6 separate regions of the Mus musculus genome follow, and all the other regions are linked to region 3. A link is a contact called in public HiCAR-type, HiChIP or PLAC-seq, Micro-C and promoter capture Hi-C data. All regions are on one chromosome and are shown on one strand. The core of a region is the stretch at or near the end of the contact, and the rest is flanking DNA. Distances in the headings are between cores, read along the strand shown. Region 1 holds the start of Samd8 (sterile alpha motif domain containing 8). Region 2 holds the start of A330001L22Rik (a long non-coding RNA gene). Region 3 holds the start of Dlg5 (discs large MAGUK scaffold protein 5). Region 4 holds the start of Comtd1 (catechol-O-methyltransferase domain containing 1). Region 5 holds the start of Vdac2 (voltage-dependent anion channel 2). Region 6 holds the start of Slmap (sarcolemma associated protein).

Region 1 (3,406 bases), core at 651-3,150, 2.5 Mb after region 3:
ACCCTACCTTCTGACAGCCTCAGAAGAGCAAAAGAATTTCCTATTCTTTGAGGAAATTATTATCCACTGAGCTTTTGCCAGTCTGATATTAAGGTCCCATTCACAGAAAGCAATTTAAAAGCTTGTTGCAGCCACAGTAGATGGTCATCTTGTGAGGATGGAGCAGTAGAGGCTTGTTGAAAGTAGAAAATAATTAAAAGTTGGTTTTGAAATGCCCAACAACATAGCCAAACCTATCTGATAAGCTGCAAGGAGCCTTAATGAGCCTCAGTTAGAAGTCAAAGGAGTCACGATACCATTTCTTATTTATATGAACTCAAAAAGTTTTGGGATCAATATTTTTCTGGCAGAGTTACAGCTTTGGTACTACATCTTCCAGAAAAAGCACCTGTGTGCTTACACATTTCTTTTGTCAGCTGCCAACTATAACCTCCCTTTGCTACCTTTAGGTTTCTTGATCACGATAGAAAAAAAATTCCATTCATGTGGAAAAAATCTGCTAAATAGCAAGAGAATACTGATCCTGAAAAAGCTGTTAAAATCACCTTTCAAATTTTGTACGAGGTAACTCCAATCCTCGAGTTACCAATGGGGACGATCTTGTAGGATTCTGGACTATGGGTGGCTTCACTTCTTGTCGTAAATGACCTCTTAAACCCAAGAATTTCCACGGACCATATTTCCACCCTGTGGCCAATATGCGGGCCAACTCAAGCTGTATTCAAGTGTTAACAATTCGCACTGAATTATCTGTAAAATCCAAACGTCCAAATTCCCCTTGCAGATTTAATTTTTTTAATTTAAAGGTAATGTACTAAAGACTTACACTTGCCTGACATCTGAACCTTCTTAAAAACGAAGCACAGAGGAGAAGAAACCACTCGCGTCAGAAGAAATCTGAGTGACATCTTTATTTTCACAAATCACTACCCTCTACGAACATCACTTCCTCTCTCCGATCGCCTCCCCCAGTCCCTGTACGAGAATCAGCGATGCATACCCGCCCCTCGCAATCTAGCTTCTTAAAGGGATCACAAACAGGCAAGCCCCAAAGCCGTCATCCACTACCCAGAGATTTTTGACACCTTGAAAGACACTTACCTGTAAAAAAGCCAAGGCCCTAAATTAGATCCCCAAGGGCTCCTTTTTTTCCCCTGGACTTTTCCTCTCTAACCTTTAGGCCAAGCTCCTTCCCACCCGACAGCACCTCCCTCTTTCCAGGCAACCCTAACTCCCGCCCTGCGAAACCAGCCACCATTCCCACCGAGTCAGGTGGCTGTCAGTCCCCACCCGGCTGCCTCGCCCTCATGCGGGTTACGGGTTACAGGAGGCCCGGGGCCAGCTCTCCCTATCCCTCATCTCTATGGCTACAACCCAGGGCACCTCCTCCTCCAGGTCTGGATTCCGGGGACCCCTCTTGCACGTTCCTTCTCCCCTAGCCGGGTAGCAAGGACCCAGCCCCTGCGCCTCGTCCCTTGTTGCCCGCGGGTCAGCTCAACCCCCTGATTTTCTCCGGATTCCATTCCAGAGCGGCCTCCCCTGGCTTCCCCAACCGTCTCCCCGCGGCCCTTGGCGCCCCCGACTCTCCACTCACCCTTGGTTGCAGGCGCCCCCCAATCTCCCCTCTCATCAGCCTCGGCGCCCGCTCACCTCCGCGGTGGGAGCCGGGCTGCCGGGACCCAGCTCGGAGCCGGTGTCTAAGTCGCCGTTGGAGTCGGGGGTCCTCGGCGCGTAGGCGGGGCGCAGCGCCTTGAGAGTCAGACGCGAAGGCCGGGGGAGGGAGCCGGAGCGCAGGCGGGAGCCGGCTCGGCTACCAGCGGGCATCGCTCCGGCCCCTTTGGAGCCGTGCCGCCAGCAGCGGCCAGCCGAACCGGAACTGCTTCGGGAGGCGGGGCGCTACGGGGAGGGGGCGGGTCCAAAACCGGAAGAGGAGGGGAAACCCAAGGGGGAGGGGGAGAGCGCTTGCGTCATGCCCAAGCATAATTCATCAAAGGGTTTTAATGAAGATAGGAGAAGGCTTGTGGGTTGTTGACTGGGGTTGGAGCCTAGGAAGAGGCTATTATCCTGAGCCCTTTGAAGGGGCAAACCCCTTCTCAGTCAGTCCTCAAGTTGCATCATTTATTTGTTTTTCCACCTTTGGTGTTTTCGAGACAAGGTTCCTCTGTGTGTAGCTTCAGCTGTCCTGGACATCACTCTGTAGACCAGGCTGGCCTCAAACTCACAGAGATCCACCTGCCTCTTCCTCCCAAGTGCTGAGATTAAAGGCGAGTGCCACCACTGCCCAGCCCCGTTTATTGCCCCTTGATTTTGTACTGTGCTAGAGACTATACTTCAAATCATTGTTTCAACTCTGTAGATCTCATAGAAAGGTCAAGAAACATTGTAGCCTGACGTAGCACAGTTAATCCAAGCTGGTACCCAAGCCCAAGCTAACCTCAGACAGAACCTGGGTTCTTTCCTGCTACTACCATACCCCACCTTAACGGAATATCCCCTTCTAAAGCAAGCCTAACATTGGCAGAATCCACGTCTGAAGCCATCTGCAGCTTGAAATCTCAGCCCTCTTTGACTCTACTTTCTTGAACAATGCAGGACCGGCTTTGGTAGTTCTGAGGGAGAAGGGGGCAGATTCTAAGATGGACAGGAGGAGAACAGGGGCAGCCAGGAATCTGCCTAGTATGCTCAGAACCTTCAAGGGCTCCATGACACTGCAAAACATCTCATCTCCTGCAGCCCTTGTAGGCAGAGAACTCTCTTGTCCCCGTGCTTCTATAGGGGTAGAGGTGTTGCTCAGTGGTTAGAGCACTTGCTGCTCTTGCTGGAGACTCAGGTTTAATACCCTTTCACCTCAATGCCTCAAGTTCAATGCCACATGCCACCTCACAACCATCTAGAACTCTAATTCCAGGAGACCCACCCCCCACCCCCACTTTCTGGATACAGCAGGCATGGGATGCATGTGGCCCACATACATATTTGTAGGCACTCAAACATAATTTTAAAACTTATTTTATATGTATAAATGTTTGCCTGCATGTATTATCTGTGTTCTTAACCACTGAGCCATCTCTCCAGTACCAATAAAATATTTTTAATTATAAAAATAATGTTTAAAAAGTGGTTCTAGTGTCCAAAGATTCTCAGAGCCTTATTCTCAGAGCCTTGGGCAATGATCACCTCTCTGACATAAAAGGATCCATCAGCTTTCTCTTAAAAAAAAAAAAAATCTGCTATCTTCATTATAGAACCACCGTTCTGTGTGAACCCTACAGCACACGTCAGATGCTTTCCTCCCTGTGTGCCTAAGTTTCTGTGACTCCACAACTCTGACAAGGTCCCCTGTGTTCCACAATCCAAAGGCTCCAATGCAGCCGATATCGGTGTCCCCCCCTGTTTGTGGCCCACT
Region 2 (3,330 bases), core at 701-3,200, 2.3 Mb after region 3:
AATAATCGTTTTGTTTGATGTGACAACTCTGATAGGCGTTGATTTACTTACAAACTGATAGGCTTTTAATTGAGCGCCTCCGCCGAGCCAGAGATGAAAGGGAAGCGGTGGTGAAAGGCGGCCCGCCTGCCCTCCGGCCTCAATACTGATTAGCCATCTCGACAGTGAATAGTTCAAGGCATTTTCAAACTTTTTTCCTCGGCTCTCTTCCCTTCCGCCTTCTTCCCTCCACCTCCTCCTCAAATATCTGCCATGCCCACACCCTTTTTTTTTTTTTTTTTTTTTTTTTAGAAAACAAATCATGTCCATTGTGTGCAAATAAAATCCGCAGGACGTCCATGCCAACCACCTCTGAGGGTTGGAAGCATTAGGCCTAGCCTGAAGTAATTAATAACAATATATCCCCCCACACCCCCTCCAACTTCCACAGCTTACTCGGCCTTCAGAGATTTGGCCTCCCTTGAGAGGTGCGCAGGCTCAGATGCTGGTGCCTCCCCAAAGCCCGGGGAACGCAGACCCCCAGGCGCCCCCGTGCGCTCCGACCTTCGGAGTTGAGTTTTAACGCGGCAGTCGGAGCTCACGGAGCCCGGCGGCGCACACCGGTGAGCGCATGTAATCTACGTGGGACGAGAGCCATTCCACGATTCTACCAGTCTTGAAGAGCTGGGGTGGCCTCCCTTGAACTGCCCAGCGCAATGAGAAAACTACTGGAATTGGAGGAAAAGAGACAAACTGAGCCTAGAAACTGAACCCCCGGAGCGAAGAGGACACCCTAGGCCCGCGCTTGCTCCTGCTCTCCTCAGTTCTGTCCACAGCGTCAACTCTCACTCTCCAGGCCTATGAAAGAGGCCAATATGGCAGGTGGCCCAAGGCCTAGCTTCCTATGCTAGGACCACAGGAGCTGACCAGAGGGTGACACCTTTAGAGCCATACAGTGGGAGACACCGGCAGGCACTAACACCCCGCAGGCTGCAAGCAGCTTCAGAGACCTTACCCGGCAGAGTTTGGGGTTGCCATTCTGCCAAAACGTAAGCTGGACTTCTTACTCCAGAGATCATTCAGGCACCTTCACAAAGGTGCCTGTGATCTTGCCATAGTCTCACAAATTTACCTTTCTCAATTGTCGCAGGAGGATCACAAACAGCCAATGTTCTTAACACACACACACACACACACACACACACACACACACACACCAGCCCCAGCCGCTCTTCTTTCCAAATTACCATTAATCGAGTTACCATCCCATTAACTTTGCCAACCTAAGGAATCAAGGAATAAAATCAAAACTCTGTGAAAGAATACTTACGAGAAAATTATATAACTCACCCCCACCCCAGAAAGTTCTCGTTATCCGCGTGGACAGAAACAGAAGGGAAGGGGGACTGGGATGGTAGGAAAGAAATAGGCTGGCAAACAGAAGGAAAAGTCCCCTGAGCGTGCCCGGTTCAGCTCAGGGTGCGCGGTGGTCCGAACCCGGTCTCCAGGCTGGGCCCCCGCCCCTGCGCAGGGCGCAGATCGGCTCCTGGCTCCCAGCTCTCCCAGCCCCACCATTTATCAAAAGGACTTGACAACAAAAGAAGAGCTCTGCGGAAAAGTGGGGGGAGGGGAAATTCAAAGTCTCCCAAGTCCCTCCGAGCAAGGGGGTGTGTCCTCTTCTCACCCCCTTCTACTTTCTACGAGTTTCTGGGAGTAACCCCGGAGCGGACGTTATGGAAGTCGCCCAGCGGCACAGGAGTGCATACGCACTGTGCACCCAGATCCAGGTACAAGTCAGCATGCACAGCGCCTCCCCTCTTCTTTCCAAACAGCCCGAGCGACGGCGCAAATCGAGGGGAACGCCGAAGTCCCGCTCCGCTTCCCTGGAAGAACCGGTTTCCACAGGCAGCCGCCCCTCCCTCTCGCGTTCCTTCCCTCTCCTCTCCCCGCATAGGTCAGTCCTGTCTGGATGGTCTACATCATGCCGTCCAGCAGCCCGATTAAGTCCCGGCTCCCAGGACTGTCGGGATGGCCAGCGGAGGGTAGTGGCGAAGGACCCGGGAGAGGAGGAGAGCGAGCCTGAGACCTGTTTGCCTATGCACATGGTCAGGCCTCTTCTCTTGAGCTATTCAACTCTCGCTACGAACACGGGTCACAGAATTAAGGAGGTTTATTCTACAAGTAACCTCCAGAACTCGGGCTATATTTGATGGCATGGCTCTTTGGAAAGAAATTCCCGAGTCTGGGGTGGGAACACTACCGAGGTCGACAACTGGACATCCTCAAGTTACATTCCCGGGAGGGATTATGCCAGAGAGGCGGGAAACCTCCGCGTTAGACGTCGCCTCCAGCGTCGTTCTTAGGTACTCAGCAGACCCGAACTGGGCGACCCGGATTGACCGAAGCACCCAAAGGTAGAAGGTGTGTCTGTCTCCACAACCCCAAGAGGGAGTGAGCACATCCCAGGCCGGTGCTCCAGACTAGGAGTCCTGGGTGCACCTGCGCACTTTACTCTCACTATTTCATTTTCCTGACTGTGGACGCCCCTTTCCCCTCTTTCTTTTTCTTACACACCCTCCACACACACAAACACACACACAGGTGCCAGGAGGCTGCTGCTCTTTCCCCCTCCTTCAGTTTCTTCTCGGTCTCTTCCTTCCTCTGTCTCACTCTAGGTCTCTCTTTTTCCCTTCAAGTCTCACCCGCCTTGTAATCAGCAACAAAAGCTGACATAAATCACGGGCAGATTGACAAGAGCTGACAAATAACTGATTGATTGCGGTCGAGGCACATTGACAATTGATGGAGGGGTGGAGATGCCCAGAGAAACAGGGGGTGCGGGGGGGGGGGAGAGTAGCAAGACGAAAGCAAGAATGGGGGGGGGGCTGAAGTGTGAAACAGGGGAAACATGTGACCCCCCGCTCAAGCCCCAATCTGAGCGTCCTTCGGTGTCACGTGACCGGGAAGGGCGGAGAGCCCGGCGCACGTCGCGAGGACGAGCAGCCACCGCCTCCGTTGCCCTTCTAGCTTCTGGTTTCTCTGCTGCTGAACCTCTGGAAATCCAAGCGGGCGGGCAGACTTTCTGCAGCATCGACTTTCCTTACCCGGGTGGCCGCGCCACGCAAAATCTTAATTTCTGAAAAGATTTTTTTTGTATACAGGCTCCCACTCATCCCTGGAGTTGACTGTTCAGCAGGTATCCACATTACCGCCTGCGTTTCTTCTCCCGAAGTCTGTTAACACTCCCTCCCTCCAAAGGTTTCAGTTTGTTTTCCTGCTGGGAAAACGAAGAACGACGAAGAGAAAAAAGAAGGAAGGCGGTAGATGACAAACGTAGAATAAATGTCCATC
Region 3 (3,545 bases), core at 243-2,742:
ATTCCCTGGGCAAGTGGTCATGGGCTATATTAGGAAGCTAGCTGGTGCATGAGCCTGGCAAGGGTGTCAGCATGCCCCATCCTCAGTGGATCCTGCTATATACTCCCTTGGCTCTAAGTGAGAATTCCTATCTTGACTTCTCTCAGCAATGGGACAGTGACCTGGAAGTGTTAAGTTAAAATACATACTTTCTTTCCCAAATTGCTTTTGGTCATGGTATTTGCCAGAGCAACAGAATATAATTAGGTCATCTTCTTGGTCACAGAAGCCCAGGCTATCTGATCAGAGAGGGATCTTCAAATGGTTTTGCTCCAGCATATTGGAATCCATGTTGGGTTATAGAAGCCTTAAAAAATGATAAAGCTATCAAACCCAGCCCAGAAAACACACGTTCACAATAGTGTTGAGATTGTTTCAGCGCCACACAGACCCTGCTGAACTTGCTCATGAAGCTACAGCTGAGAACCCCTGGTTTGATGCTCTTCTCATCCCCCTTCTCCTGAAAAATACTAGGTGAGGGAATGTAATTGGTTCTCTTCCACCATCATTCTGACATCGTCCACCATCATTCTGAGGGTCTTCTTGGTCTAATCACTATTCAGAGTTTGTTTCTATAAACAAACATGGCTTCTGGCTTCTGTCAAAGAAGGACATTTGAGATGTCTTTGCTTTGGTAACGGTGCCATCGAAAGAGTTCTTGGCCGGCCTTAGAAAGTAAGCCAGCCGTTGGAACGCAGAACTTTGCAGTCTTCTTCCCTGGGATGCAGATTCCGTTCCAGGTATGCAATTGTAGAGAGAGAGAAAGAGAGAGAGAGAGAGAGAGAGAGAGAGAGAGAGAGAGAGAGAGAGAGAGGAAGAAGGAGGAGGAGGAGGAGGAGGAGGAGGAGGAGGAGGAAGAAGAAGAAGAAGAAGAAGAAGAAGAAGAAGAAGAAGAAGAAGAAGAAGAAGAAGAAGAAGAAGAAGAGAACTGTCGGAGAAGGTAGACGGTCTTGAGCTGAAGTCATTATGGGAAGCAAGGTAACTCTGTGATTTGCTATGATCTTGGGGCGACACCAAGGAGCACTTTTCTTGACAGAAATCTCCAAGAGCCCACAGCAAACACTCCTTATGCACACCCAGGTCCTGCAAACATCCACTGCCTTTGACTCTGGAGCTCTGATACAGGTGTGCAGGATGCTATTAACTGTGAGGCAGGTTAGGGGGTTTTATTGGGAGATTTTCTAAGAAAATCTTGGAATGGGGACAAGTTCTGGAGAGGTCTTTAAATTGGAAATGACCAAGTGGGGGAGGGTTTTGCATTGTGTCCTTGGTTTGTTTTAGAATTCTTAGAAGACTCTGGACTAGGGGCAGTATGTGAACAGGGTAGGAGCAGTTTCTCTCAGTACCTTGTGGACTAAGGGCCGGTGGGGTCCGGACCCTTCCCCTTCGCCCAGTGTTTCAGTTGCCTGCTACCTCCTCCAGGCCGAAGGCGGGCCGGGGAGGAGAGAGGCCAGAGGGGCGGACCGCGGCTGTGCAGGCGGCGGTGTGGGAGCTCGGGGGAGCCGGGCCGGAGCCGTCGGGCGCCCGGCGACAATTCCCCCCGCGGCGATCGCAGTGTGCGGCGGGGCGGTGGGCGCGGAGGCGGAGCTGGAGGGGGCATGCCTGGCTGCTGCGAGGCCTCGGGGCGCGCCCCGGCCGCCGTCCCCACCTCCGCCTCCTCCTTCTCCTCCTCCGTCTCCTCCTCCTCTTCCAGTCCCGCCGCCGCCGTAGCCAACATGGCTGCGCCCCGGAGCCCGGGAGGCGGCCGTTGAGAGCTGCCCGATCGTCCCGGCCCCGAGGCTCGCAGGCCCCGGCCCATGGGCCCCGCCGCCTCGCGACTCCCGGCGCGCTAGGCTGCCGCCCAGTTCGGCGTGCAGCCCGCCGGCCTCGGGAAGCCCCGGCGCCGTCCGGCGGGGCGGGGCGGGGCGGCGCGGGCCGCCACCATGGAGCCGCAGCGCCGGGAGCTGCTCGCCCAGTGTCAGCAGAGCCTGGCCCAGGCCATGACCGAGGTGGAGGCCGTGCTTGGGCTGCTGGAGGCAGCAGGAGCGCTGAGCCCCGGCGAGCGGCGGCAGCTGGACGAGGAGGCGGGAGGCGCCAAGGCGGAGCTGCTGCTCCAGCTCCTCCTGGCCAAGGAGCAGGACCACTTCCAGGACCTGCGCGCCGCCCTGGAGAAGACTCAGCCTCACCTGCTGCCTATTCTCTACCTGAACGGCGTCGTCGGGCCGCCGCAGTCTACAGAGGGCGCGGGTGAGTGGCAGTCCCGCGCGGCCCCTCCTGCCCTCCGGCCACCCCTTCTCTCTGCAGCTCACCAAGGGGGTTGGGGGGGCCGAGGCTCAGGTCGCAGCCACCGCTCTACCTGTATGGCGCGGGTGACACCTTCTCTCTTATCCTACCCGGGGAGGGACGGATGCCTGGAACCTCATTCACACCTCCTGCCTCTGTTCTGCGGTTTTCTGGGAACAATAACCCCCTCACCGAAAGCCTTGTCTTTCCTCTCCTTGTTGCTACTGCTGCAGAGTCCTCCGGAAGCCACCAGGTCTGGTGGCGGGGCGGAGGTCGGAAGACACCTCGGAAGGATGTCGGTCAGCCCCCTTTCTAAGCTTCTCACGGTCGGCTAGCCCTTCGGGAGCCCTGGGTTGCAATCCGCAGGAAGGGAATATAGGCCAGGGGAAGATCCCCTAAGTTCTGATCCCTGCAACCCTCTTTAGGTCACTCGTGTCTTTTCACTTTGTGTCCGTGCCCGTTTCCTTCTCGTCCCCTGGACCTCAGTCTCCTAACTCGCCCAGATTTGCTGTGAATTATGCACACCGCCTTCCCCGGTTTCTTTGGAAATTGTGGGCCCGGAAAAGTTGAGGAAGTTGCATTGCACCATGGGAAAATCTTAGTAGTGGTTGCTGTGGCTCGGTTCCCTCCCGGAGAGTTCTGAGTTCCCGGTGGAGGAGAGCTGAGCACCTCTGAGTGGTGCCCTTTGGAACCCCTGTGTTCTTGCTCTTGGAAGTGACTGAGTTGTAAGTGTGTGTAGGGGGAGGGGTGCTGCTGGAGTTTGCGACTAGTGGTAGGCTTGTCCTGACTGGGCTGTGGAGAGAGAAGCCAGCCTCCTCGACAAGGAAGAAGGCATAGTACAGAGAAAGGATGAGGGCTGGCATGTATGGTGTCTGTTGTGGCAGGAACTCTACCTTATCACATTTAATCGCTGTTAACAGCATGTGAACTATCCAGTATTCCTGCTTTGCCAGAGAGAAAACTGGCCTGCAGAGGTTAAAATGTTTAACGGATTGAATGCTAAGAGTTTTGAATTATTGTCTATTGCTTAAAAAAAAAACATATTCAGAGCCTGGAGACAGCAAGTGTGTCTTGCCCTTGTTTTAAGTTGAATCAATATACATAATAAAATCAATCAAGACACATGTAAAAGACCAGTGAATGAAGCGAGCTGGAAAAATAAAACTGCCCTTAGCAACGTGCGGGCCAGAGGTTGAGGAGACCCGTTTATGGGACTGTTAAAAGCTATCCTTATAAAGGGAGTG
Region 4 (3,173 bases), core at 191-2,690, 2.4 Mb after region 3:
TCCCGCCCTGCCCCTAGAGAAAGTAGGTTCCCCTCCTGTTTGCCTGCACCCTGCACAGATGCTGATAGGTCAAGAAGCCAGTCTACCCTGATTGTGATTGGAGACCTGCCCTCACCTCCGAGGCCCGGGATTCTAGCAGCATTGGCTTCAGTTGGCCAGGTCTAGGGCTCTCTCACTGATCCTGCACCTGTCTGCCTGCCTCCGGAGGGTCTCCGGGCCTGGCCAGTGTTGTTAAGAAACAGACTTCCAGGGCAACCACCTCTGAGGCCCTGTGGACTCCAGCTCTTAAAGACAGCACCAATAGCCTACTAAGCCTGTGTGTGAGGCACACTGTGCGGGTGTTTTCAACCGGAACTCCATCGGGTGTTGTGTGCAGTGAGTGTTGTGAAATATAACTCTGCAAGACAGTATTCTTGGTGGCCCGAGGCAAGGTGCACCCCTGAGAAATTACACTGTGCAACAGTTCTGGTATAAAGGGGGTTTACTGGGAGAAGAGGACTAGAGGCTGGCAAGTGGCTATGTAGACAGACAGATGGGAATGAAGCCAGGGGAGGGGGGAAGGGGGCCAAAGGACTGGAGTGGGGTGGGGGTCTTTTTATCTGTGGCACATACCTGTCGTACGTGGGGGGCGGGGCAGGTGATGCCTTAAGCAATTGCTAGGTCCCTGAGGGCAGGTCAGCAGAGTCTCCTGTGAGCGAAGTCTAGAAAGGATTTCACTGTAGAAAAAAGAGGGACAGTAACACTTGAACTGCATTCCAGTTGTACCTGTCCAGTTGTTTCCAAGTCATAAACTACCACAGTCTTTTGCTTCCACCAGAGTTCAGCATATAGTAGATATTCAATAAATGTCTAGGGAACACCGGTCTAGCAGATAGCCTTGCAAGGGGAACTCAGCTGCTGCCTGCCAAGATGCTACCGCTTCCCAAGGAACCCTCTCTAGCCAATGACCATAACAGCAAGTACCACTATTGAGCACCTACTATGCGAGGAATCCCGTGCCTATCGTAGTAAGGCTGTAATACCTGCTTTACAGAAAAGAAACAGACTCGGAAAGACGGACCGTCACACAAAAAAGCTACACCCAGCATCCCAGCCACTAAGGATACTGTCTTGGAAACCAGGTGACTCTAAACCAGGTTCTTGGTTCCTTTAACTTGGGCACCCCTCCAGCAAGCATTCCCGAGTCTCTTTGGATTCCTCCATTAGCCACACTCACTTTATCCCCTCTCCCCATGCTCACAAGAGCCCTGGTGCAGAGATGACTCCATACCCCGACGCAGTTCCGCATGCAGCCACCGGGTGGCGAGATGTTCTCAGCCTGACCTTGCAATACGGCCATGTGTCACCAGATGGTGCCCGAGGACGCGGCTCTGTGGGCAGGGCCCGGACAAGGTGGAGCCCTGTCGGCTTACTGGTCCCAGTCCCATCCTCGCTACTCCAGCACACGTGACCTCCGCCGCCGCTGCTAACCTGCACCATGGCTCAGCCCGTCCCTCGGCTATCTATCCCAGCCGCACTGGCCCTGGGCTCGGCCGCGCTGGGCGCCGCCTTCGCTACTGGTCTCTTGCTGGGTGAGCTGGGCTGGGCTGCTGCAGTCCGGGGAATGGGAGGAGGGCGCGGAGAAGAGCCGGAGAACCCGGTCAGAAATGCAGGCCCTGACTCGGCACCCTCTCCCCGGCAGGGAAACGGTGGCCTCCATGGGGGTCCAGGCGGCAAGAGCGCCTGCTGCCACCTGAGGACAATCCCCTGTGGCAGTATCTGCTGAGCCGCTCCATGAGAGAGCACCCGGCGCTGCGGAGCCTGCGACTGGTCAGTAGGACTGGGACCGAGAACCGGCTCCCCACTTCCAGCGTGGTGGACCTCACGTGGCTGTGTGACCTTGAGCTAGGCAGAAACCCTCTCTGGGCTTCCGGGTTCCCTGAGACCTGTCCCCTCTAGGCCACACCCGCCACCGAGCCCCTGAATGATTCAAAACCTCAGGGGGGAGGTGGGGGGGGTGACTGGTATGAATGGCACCTCCCTCTCCCCACACAGCTGACCCTGGAGCAGCCGCAGGGGGATTCCATGATGACCTGTGAACAGGCCCAGCTTCTGGCCAACCTGGCGCGGCTCATTAAGGCCAAGAAAGCTCTGGATCTGGGTAGGAACACGCAGCCATGGTCTCTGGAAACCAGGGTCACAGGGCAGCCCTGCACCCTGAACTGAGCTTGACAGTGTCCCCTTCCACAGGTACTTTCACGGGCTACTCGGCCCTGGCCCTAGCCTTGGCGCTTCCGGAGGCTGGCCGCGTGGTGACCTGCGAGGTTGACGCAGAGCCCCCGAAGCTGGGACGGCCCATGTGGAAGCAGGTGAGAGCCCCACACCTGCGGCCGTTCGGGCTCCGGCTCGGGGGCGTGCCGGCCTGACCGGCCTCCTTCCGCAGGCAGAAGTGGAGCAGAAGATCGACCTTCGGCTGCAGCCCGCCCTGCAGACATTGGGTGAGCACCAGTGCGGGAGGGACCCAGACAGCACTGTCCAACCCCGGGGAACAAAACTGGCGACCCTGAGCAGCCCGCTGAGACCCTAGCTCAGCCAGCGGCACATGCCCTCTGTCCCTGTTAAGATGAGCTCCTAGCGGCGGGCGAGGCCGGAACCTTCGACATAGCCGTGGTGGACGCGGACAAAGAGAACTGTACCGCCTACTACGAGCGCTGTCTGCAGCTCCTACGTCCCGGAGGCGTGCTCGCTGTACTCAGAGTAAGGACTAGCTAAGGCAAAACTGCTGCTTCTTGTGGCTGGGTACCCACTCTTCTCAGCTCTTCCCACCCCACCCCCCAGCCCCGCCCCAAAGCCCACCCAGAGTATCATAGGTCCCGCCCCTCCTGGCTAAAGCTCTGGGTCGGCTACCCCCCACTTCCGACGGCCCCGCCCCTCCATCTGTAGGTCCTGTGGCGCGGAGAAGTGCTGCAGCCTCAGCCCAGGAACAAGACTGTTGAATGTGTGCGGAACCTGAACGAACGCATCCTGAGGGACGCCAGGGTCTACATCAGCCTCCTGCCCCTGGATGATGGCCTCTCCTTGGCCTTTAAGATCTAGGGTTAACACGAAGCTTAGGGCCTGGGTGTGAGAACCTAAGACCCCCAGCCAGTGACCTGACTTTTAAACCTGACAATAAAGGTACTGGACACGCGACC
Region 5 (3,286 bases), core at 482-2,981, 2.4 Mb after region 3:
GGGAGTGGGGTGGTACTCGCCTCCCATCACTTGGGAGGCAGAGGCAGGTAGATCTGAGAGTTCAAGGCCAGCCTGGTCTACAGAGTGAGTTCCAGGACAGCCAGGACTACAGAGAGAAAGCCTGTCTTGAAACAAAACCAAAAAACAACAACAAAATAAAAAGAACAAGCTTTTCAATTGTGACCGAAGAAAGGCTAAGAAAGTGGGGTACACATGCAGCTGGCAGAGGCATGAGTGCAGCAGGGTATTCAGTCTAGAAAAGCAAAGCAATTAACTTTTTTCAAGAGGTCCAAGCATATATTTTTCTCTTTTATGTTTAAAAGGGAAAAAAGTCCTTACCAAATCCTTTGTTGAAAATGTCTCTGGCAGCTTTGCCGAGGTCAGCATAGGGTGGAGGGATACACATCGCTAGTCAAAAGAAACATTCTACAGTTAATGTGAGCTACTACTAGGACCTACTGCTAACATTTACATTCAAGCAGTTCAACCGGAGTGGGTTTTGATGCCACTAGAACTTCAATAAATGTTATTCTAAAGTAGCCACCCATAACAAAAACTTATTTCTAAATAGCTATGTGGTAATACAAACCTGGGACATTTCTACCAAGTTTTAAGAATGGGGGAAGCCTTTCTAATTCCTAAACATAAGTGTCTACTGCCTACACAGTTGCCAAAACTCAAGGTGACTGATTTAACGGAGATAAAAACCAAAATTTAAGCTTAGGCGTTCTCCCCTAACAAACCTTTGGGAAGGACTTCCAAAATCAAAACCAACACTCTGGGAACTGGCACAATTGAGACACGGGCAAAAAATACAACCATCTATGTCTACAGCAACTAAATATCAAATGGCACTTTAAACACATTACTACGGTCCCCCAAGTCCTCCGACAACGTGAGGCTTAAGGGCAAGGAATCCGAGCTCCAGGAGCAGCTCATTCATTCTCCAGTGCACATCCACGCCCTTAGGAACACGTGTAATGACCTTGTAGTGCACTCGACCTGTGCAGGCAGACAGCGAACTACTTCCTCTTGCAAAGTGACTGCTCTAACTCTCCGCCCCCCCCCCCCGAACCCCAAGATGGAATTCAACAACTAAGTGTTTTGCTTTCGGATTTGTAAGTAACATATCCAAAAGCCAAGGGTGGGTGCGGCCAAGGACCAACGCCCCAGGCGCGAGCCCCCCTATCTGCAACCCAACAGCCCAGCACCACGTCCGTCAACAGAGTGGCAGTGTAAGACTTAGGGGGCGCGCAAAGAAGCAAACTTTCCAAGTCTTTGCAGGCATCATGTGGGCCACGGCGGAACAAGGTATGGTTCTCTAAAGAGGAACAGCACAGCCCCCATGGCCCCATCGCGCAAACACCTCTTGTGCTACTTACGCCGTGGGCATACCGGTACACAGCACTCAGCCATGGCGAAGTCGCGGGGAAAAGGTGATCTGTGAAAGGGACAAGAAGTGCGGTCAGGGGACAGTCAAAGGGTCCCCTGGGGAGCTCGGACATTAGAGAAAGGGGCCGGGGCCGCTGCGGCCATCTTAGGGGACCAGGGCCGCCCTGAGTTCACTCAGGCTGCCGGCCCGCCCTAAGGCCCCAGAGTCGGCAAGAGGCGGGCACCATAGTACCTGCGGGTGTCCTGAGGGGCGCTGCCGCCACCGCTCGGCTCGCAGCTGAGGCCACTCCGCTATCTGAAAGTTGCGCTGCAGCCACCGCGGCTGGAGGGCGAAGTGAAGGAGACACCGTTGCGCCCCGCCGCAAGCCTGGCCTCCCCCAGCCAGGTCCCCGCCGCGGCCGCCCGGGCTGTCTACCGCGCCTGTCCTTGCCGCTCCGCCCGCTGCCCACTCCCACCTGCTCCGGAGTGACCACGTGGGTCGAGAGCACGGCGGTCTCCTTGGGTGAGCGGTCTCGGACCGTCCGGCGGGGACGGGGCGAGCAGGAGCTGCGGGGCCTCGGGTTAGGCAATGTCCAGGACAGCCCCAGAGGCGAGGACCTGGGAACGGCGGAGGCGGCGCAACGGCACCCGCGCGGTCAGGATGGGAGTGGCCACGCGAGTCGCGACGGGGCGGGGCGATGTGCCCCGCAGGGTCACGTGCACCCTCTCAGCCTCCTCCCTGAGTCCCAGCCTGGAGGTCTGAACTTAAGGTCCGGGTTGAGGGGGATGAAACACTCTCCCCAAGTGCAGCCTCCATGCTCTTCCCATCTCGGTTCACCGCCCACCGCCATGTCCTCCCCTGCTGGGACTAGGCTGGGCTCCAAAGGAACAAACTTGAGCCAGTCTCTGGGCATTTCTCTCGGAGCCTCAGGGTTGCGCTCCTGCAGCCTCCGTCTCACCCATATATGGTATGGGTTCACACACGCGCAGAAGCACATCCTGCTCTAGGAAGAGAAGCTTCCCCTGGTTGAGAGGCCTGGAGAGACAAGGGAATAACTGTAGGATTCATGCTGACCAGTCATTAGAATGCTGCTCTCAAGTTCTTTAGATATGCCAGAAGAGGGAGGGAGCAGCCAGTCCTGATGCCTATACCTGTAGTCCCAGATCTGGGCGGCAGAGAAATTACACCAGATTGAGGCTAAACTACAGAGTGAGGCAAAAGGTTAATAAAGATAAGAGACCGCTGGATAGTGGTGGTGCACACCTTTAATCCCAGCACTTGGGAGGCAGAGGCAGGTGGATTTCTGAATTCGAGGCCAGCCTGGTCTACAGAGAGAGTTCCAGGACAGCAAGGGCAATACAGAAAAACCCTGTCTTGAAATAATAATAATAGAGACCAGTTTGAGGCTAAACTACAGGGTGAGGCAAACAGGATAATAAAGATAGAATCGGAGGCTCAGTGAGTAAGAACCCTTATCTTGCTGTGCATGCAAGGGGACCTGAGCTCGGATCCCCAGCACCCAACACCCACATTAAAAGCCAGTAGTAGTTCCAGAAATAGAAACAAGAGGGTCACGGGGGCTCTGTCAACCTGGCCTGCAAACCGTGTTCTCTAAATTCTGTAAAAGGTGAAGAGCAGTAGACACTGTTCAAAACACACACACACACACACGTCAGCCATACAGAAGATTTAAAATGGAGACAACTGACACTTCAGCTCAATAAACTCAAATAATTTAGCCTGTGGACCTCAATTCCCTCATCTCTAAGATGCTGTTTAATAATCTTCAATAGACATACAGTTGGACTGAGAGCAAAGACACCCACACATATGCACTCATGACTCAATCGTCTCTGAACTCTTCCTCTACTCAAGTACTGTTAAGTCATCACTCTCCTCCTAAGCCGGAGGAAA
Region 6 (3,137 bases), core at 532-3,031, 2.3 Mb before region 3:
TTTGTGCCAGGCACATGAGTGTATTCCTTTAAAAGCTTCATTTCACTACTTAATGTCCCTCTTCCTGGCAATTTAGAAAAACCATTCAACAAATACTGTATTTATTATAGTCCTTCAACCTTTCTTCATTCAGTTTTTGTGACTTCTCCTTGGAGGATGTCCCTGCCTCCCTCCCTTTAGAAGAGCTCTGAATATATCAGAGTCTTTGCCTTATTTTGTTCCTTCAGTTTCAAACCCACTACACTGGTTCTATAACCAGAGGGCAGAGACTAAGGCTGTGCTCATCTGTGTCACTTAGACACAGCATAGCATTACAGAAGCAATGAAATGAATACTGTTAATGTGGTTTGACACCACAAAGCCTCTCTGCAAGGGGGTTGTGTCTTGTCATTATGTTATAGAAGAGAAAAAGTATCCTAAAGAAGTTTAAAGCCATGTCCAACGTTTCTCAGGGAAGTCTGTGGTCACAGGAATCTCAAGAATGAAGTCAACACTGATTTGAAGAGATTAAGATTCTCTACAGTCTTTCCTAAGGTTTTCTTTCAGCTCGAGCCACGGTTTTTTCTTCTTTGGAACAATGACTCCATACATACTGGTCTTTCTCCTCGCAATTCCCAGGCTTAACACAGACTTCAGGATTGTTGGTTGGGTTATTCTCTGTATTTTCCTATTAGTAACTTTCGACCTTGACCCCTCTTTGGAAACGTGTTTTAAAACTTTCTGGTCTCAAGTAGGGTGTGGTGGCGCACACCTTTAATCCCAACACGCTGGAGGCAGTGGCAGGTAGATTTCTGAGTTGTAGGCCAGCTTGATCTACTTAAAGGGCTCCTGGACAGCCAGAGAAACCCTGTCACTAACCCTACCATTACCCCAACAAAATCCTCCCCCACTCCAAAAAACCCCCCACAACTTTCTGTTCTCCACGTTAGAACCCACGAAGGAGTTCTGAGAAACATAGTCGCATCAGTGAAAAGGACAGGAATTTGGGATGGAATTCATAAAGCCCGGTGAATTAGCAGAGGGAGGAAAGTCCTTCAGGTGTCATTAAGTCTAGGGACTTGTGGAATTTGGTCATCTGTAGAGCAGTGGTGAGTGACTCAGTTGCCCACAGCTACGATGACTGCTAATGAGTATGTCCTTTGCATGGAATTATTCTCCGCACGTGTTAGTATTTTCAGTGAGAACTGTAGTAAACACACTTAGTACACGTAGGTACTTGTAGGTACTTTCTTATTCATATGTTGCCGCTGTGTGTGCTTTTGAAACATTCAACCCCTCAAAGTTTCTCTTGCCCTTAACCAAAATGGCCCTTAAGGTTGTCTGGAGCTTTGAAGCTTCTGGCCCTTAACAAAGATGGCGCCAGGGGTCATGTTAAAAATAAGCTTGCCTTCTTCCCTGCCAGTGACAAACATGGCTTCCACGGCGTCAATCACATGATACCCCCTATCTACGGCACGGGAGCCGGCGGAGGAGGGCCCTTGAAAAGGGTGCGCGTTCCCGTGGCGGTGCACCCGGTAGGTTTCAGTCAGAGTCACTATGGCGGCCAACGCTGGCAAGGTAAGCTGAGGCGGCGGCGGAGGTGGTGGCGGCGGTGGCGGCAAGGGAGGAAGGAGCCGACGTTCCGTCCTGGCTCCGGAATCCCGTAGCCTGAGCAAGGAGAGGTCGCCCGAGGTCGGAGGCAGCGGCCGGGGACTGGCGGGGGCTGGCTGAAGGGGGCGAGGGCTGAGGCGAGCGGGCGCCGGTCCCTGACTGCCGTTTGTTTTGGTGTCTCCCCGCCTAGGTCGGAAAGTTTCCTGCCTCGTCCGCCACCGCCTGAGCTTGCCGCACTGGCTGCGAGTGGAGGAGGCTGCGGCGGACCCAGCCCCGGCCTCCAGGCCTCTCCCTCCACCTCCGGGCCAGCCTCCCTCCCCCACCCCGTCGTCCTGCGGGAGCCGCCAGTCCCTGCGATGCGACCCTCGCGAGGACGCTCCTGAGGGGAGGTGGCCCATGTGCTGAGCAGCAGAGCCCGAGAGCTCCGAGAAACCAACTTCCCGCCGGCCCGCCCGTCGGCCCGCTCGCCCGCCCGGTCGCCCGAGCCTCCCCGGGGTAGCTCCTCGCTCTGTCCGCACCGGCCTGCAGAGCCGGGTCCCCGCCCTGGTCGCGGGGACACCCGTCAGGTGCCCGGGACTCGCGACCCAGACGCCGCCCGTGCCCCGGCAGCCCTCCCACGCCTCCAGCCCGGGATCGCAGCCTCGGCTCACGCTGGGCCGGGGACCCCTGCCACTCCCGGGCGGCCTCGGCGCAGCAGGGCAATGCAGCCCGGCCCGCTGGCCCTCTAGTCCTCCTCGTCCGTCCCCGCACCTCTTCTCAGCCCCGAGGCCCCGCGGTGGCTGCCCGGAGGTCCTCCGCGCCTCTTCCTTGAGCCCCGAAGGACCTTCCTGGCTGCGCGAGTCAACCCTCTTCATGCTGCAGTGCTGCACCGTTTCCGCTACCGAAGGGGACAAGCGGCCGGGATCTCAAACAAAACACAAGAACTGGTGTGTGACTCATCTGCTCGGATACCTCCTGTCCCCAAACTGTCTTCCAGGAGTTTTCTTGGCCGAAGCTGCCCAATGTTTGAGCCTTTTCTTCCTAGGGAAGATGGACTGAAAGCTGCTAGTTGGGGACTTTTTTTGGTCAAGGTGCCTCTGTATTTTAAAGGAGGTGATGGGGCTTGCGCTGGCTTGTCCTCCTGCCCAATTGAAGAGTTGTTGATGTTCACTGGTTATGCTTAGACAATGCGCAGTTTGTTTTAATTTAAAAATTTTGGGGGGTTAGGGGGTGTAGGCTTGAGAAGAGCATTCCGAACCTGGAGGAGCTCCTCATTGTCCCTGGTCCAGACACCCCCCAGCCTGTCCTCGATGCCGTCAGCCTTGGCCATCTTCACTTGCCGCCCGAACTCGCACCCGTTTCAGGAGCGTCATGTCTACCTGGACGAGCCCATCAAGATCGGCCGCTCGGTGGCACGCTGTCGACCAGCGCAGAATAATGCCACCTTTGATTGCAAAGTGCTGTCAAGGAACCATGCCCTCGTCTGGTTTGATCACAAGACGAGCAAGGTAATGTCGCTATAGTGTTTGACAGTCTTTCCTTTCCTTTCCTTTCCTTTCCTTTCCTTT

Evidence for each region. Promoter capture Hi-C pulls out the DNA fragments that hold promoters and counts their contacts. Hi-C and Micro-C count contacts between places; a contact is called where the count stands out from the background. HiCAR-type assays count read pairs that join an accessible place to other places. HiChIP or PLAC-seq counts read pairs in DNA pulled down with a chosen protein or histone mark.
Region 1: a contact with region 3 is called in a HiCAR-type map of astrocytes, with 6 times the contacts expected there. The contact joins the promoter of Samd8 here to the promoter of Dlg5 in region 3. A contact is called at or near these places in 3 of 39 promoter capture datasets (cranial neural crest, embryonic stem cells and stem cell-derived epiblast-like cells) and 1 of 115 datasets of contacts at active chromatin or transcription factors (astrocytes).
Region 2: a Micro-C map of embryonic stem cells shows a contact between it and region 3, with 2.9 times the contacts expected there. The contact joins the promoter of A330001L22Rik here to the promoter of Dlg5 in region 3. A contact is called at or near these places in 4 of 39 promoter capture datasets (cranial neural crest, embryonic stem cells, liver and 1 more), 4 of 484 Hi-C or Micro-C datasets (all in embryonic stem cells) and 3 of 115 datasets of contacts at active chromatin or transcription factors (all in embryonic stem cells).
Region 4: a contact with region 3 is called in an H3K27ac HiChIP or PLAC-seq map of embryonic stem cells, with 11 times the contacts expected there. The contact joins the promoter of Comtd1 here to the promoter of Dlg5 in region 3. A contact is called at or near these places in 1 of 39 promoter capture datasets (cranial neural crest) and 2 of 115 datasets of contacts at active chromatin or transcription factors (astrocytes and embryonic stem cells).
Region 5: a promoter capture Hi-C map of embryonic stem cells shows a contact between it and region 3, with 4 times the contacts expected there. The contact joins the promoter of Vdac2 here to the promoter of Dlg5 in region 3. A contact is called at or near these places in 3 of 39 promoter capture datasets (cranial neural crest, embryonic stem cells and hippocampal neurons) and 1 of 115 datasets of contacts at active chromatin or transcription factors (astrocytes).
Region 6: a promoter capture Hi-C map of cranial neural crest shows a contact between it and region 3. The contact joins the promoter of Slmap here to the promoter of Dlg5 in region 3.

What each region holds. Positions count from the first base shown.
Region 1 is chr14:21,749,025-21,752,430 of GRCm38.p6, reverse strand. Samd8 (sterile alpha motif domain containing 8) reads right to left here and starts at 1,900. Exons shown (of 6, transcript NM_026283.3): 1 at 1,651-1,900. The coding sequence starts at 1,824.
Region 2 is chr14:21,988,095-21,991,424 of GRCm38.p6, reverse strand. It overlaps A330001L22Rik (a long non-coding RNA gene), which reads right to left and starts at 1,950. Exons shown (of 2, transcript XR_001781181.2): 1 at 1-1,950. Zfp503 (zinc finger protein 503) reads left to right here and starts at 1,824. Exons shown (of 3, transcript NM_145459.3): 1 at 1,824-2,400; 2 at 3,141-3,330.
Region 3 is chr14:24,243,867-24,247,411 of GRCm38.p6, reverse strand. Dlg5 (discs large MAGUK scaffold protein 5) reads left to right here and starts at 1,492. Exons shown (of 32, transcript NM_001163513.1): 1 at 1,492-2,265. The coding sequence starts at 1,962.
Region 4 is chr14:21,847,177-21,850,349 of GRCm38.p6, reverse strand. It overlaps Comtd1 (catechol-O-methyltransferase domain containing 1), which reads left to right and starts at 1,440. Exons shown (of 7, transcript NM_026965.2): 1 at 1,440-1,571; 2 at 1,682-1,809; 3 at 2,035-2,140; 4 at 2,230-2,348; 5 at 2,423-2,477; 6 at 2,603-2,736; 7 at 2,923-3,173. The coding sequence starts at 1,478. The coding sequence ends at 3,075. A430057M04Rik (RIKEN cDNA A430057M04 gene) reads right to left here and starts at 2,772. Exons shown (of 3, transcript NM_176925.3): 1 at 1,271-2,772; 2 at 613-716. The coding sequence starts at 1,479.
Region 5 is chr14:21,830,006-21,833,291 of GRCm38.p6, reverse strand. Vdac2 (voltage-dependent anion channel 2) reads right to left here and starts at 1,731. Exons shown (of 10, transcript NM_011695.2): 1 at 1,625-1,731; 2 at 1,383-1,441; 3 at 340-408. The coding sequence starts at 1,416.
Region 6 is chr14:26,533,268-26,536,404 of GRCm38.p6, reverse strand. Slmap (sarcolemma associated protein) reads left to right here and starts at 1,781. Exons shown (of 23, transcript NM_001310445.1): 1 at 1,781-3,077. The coding sequence starts at 2,880.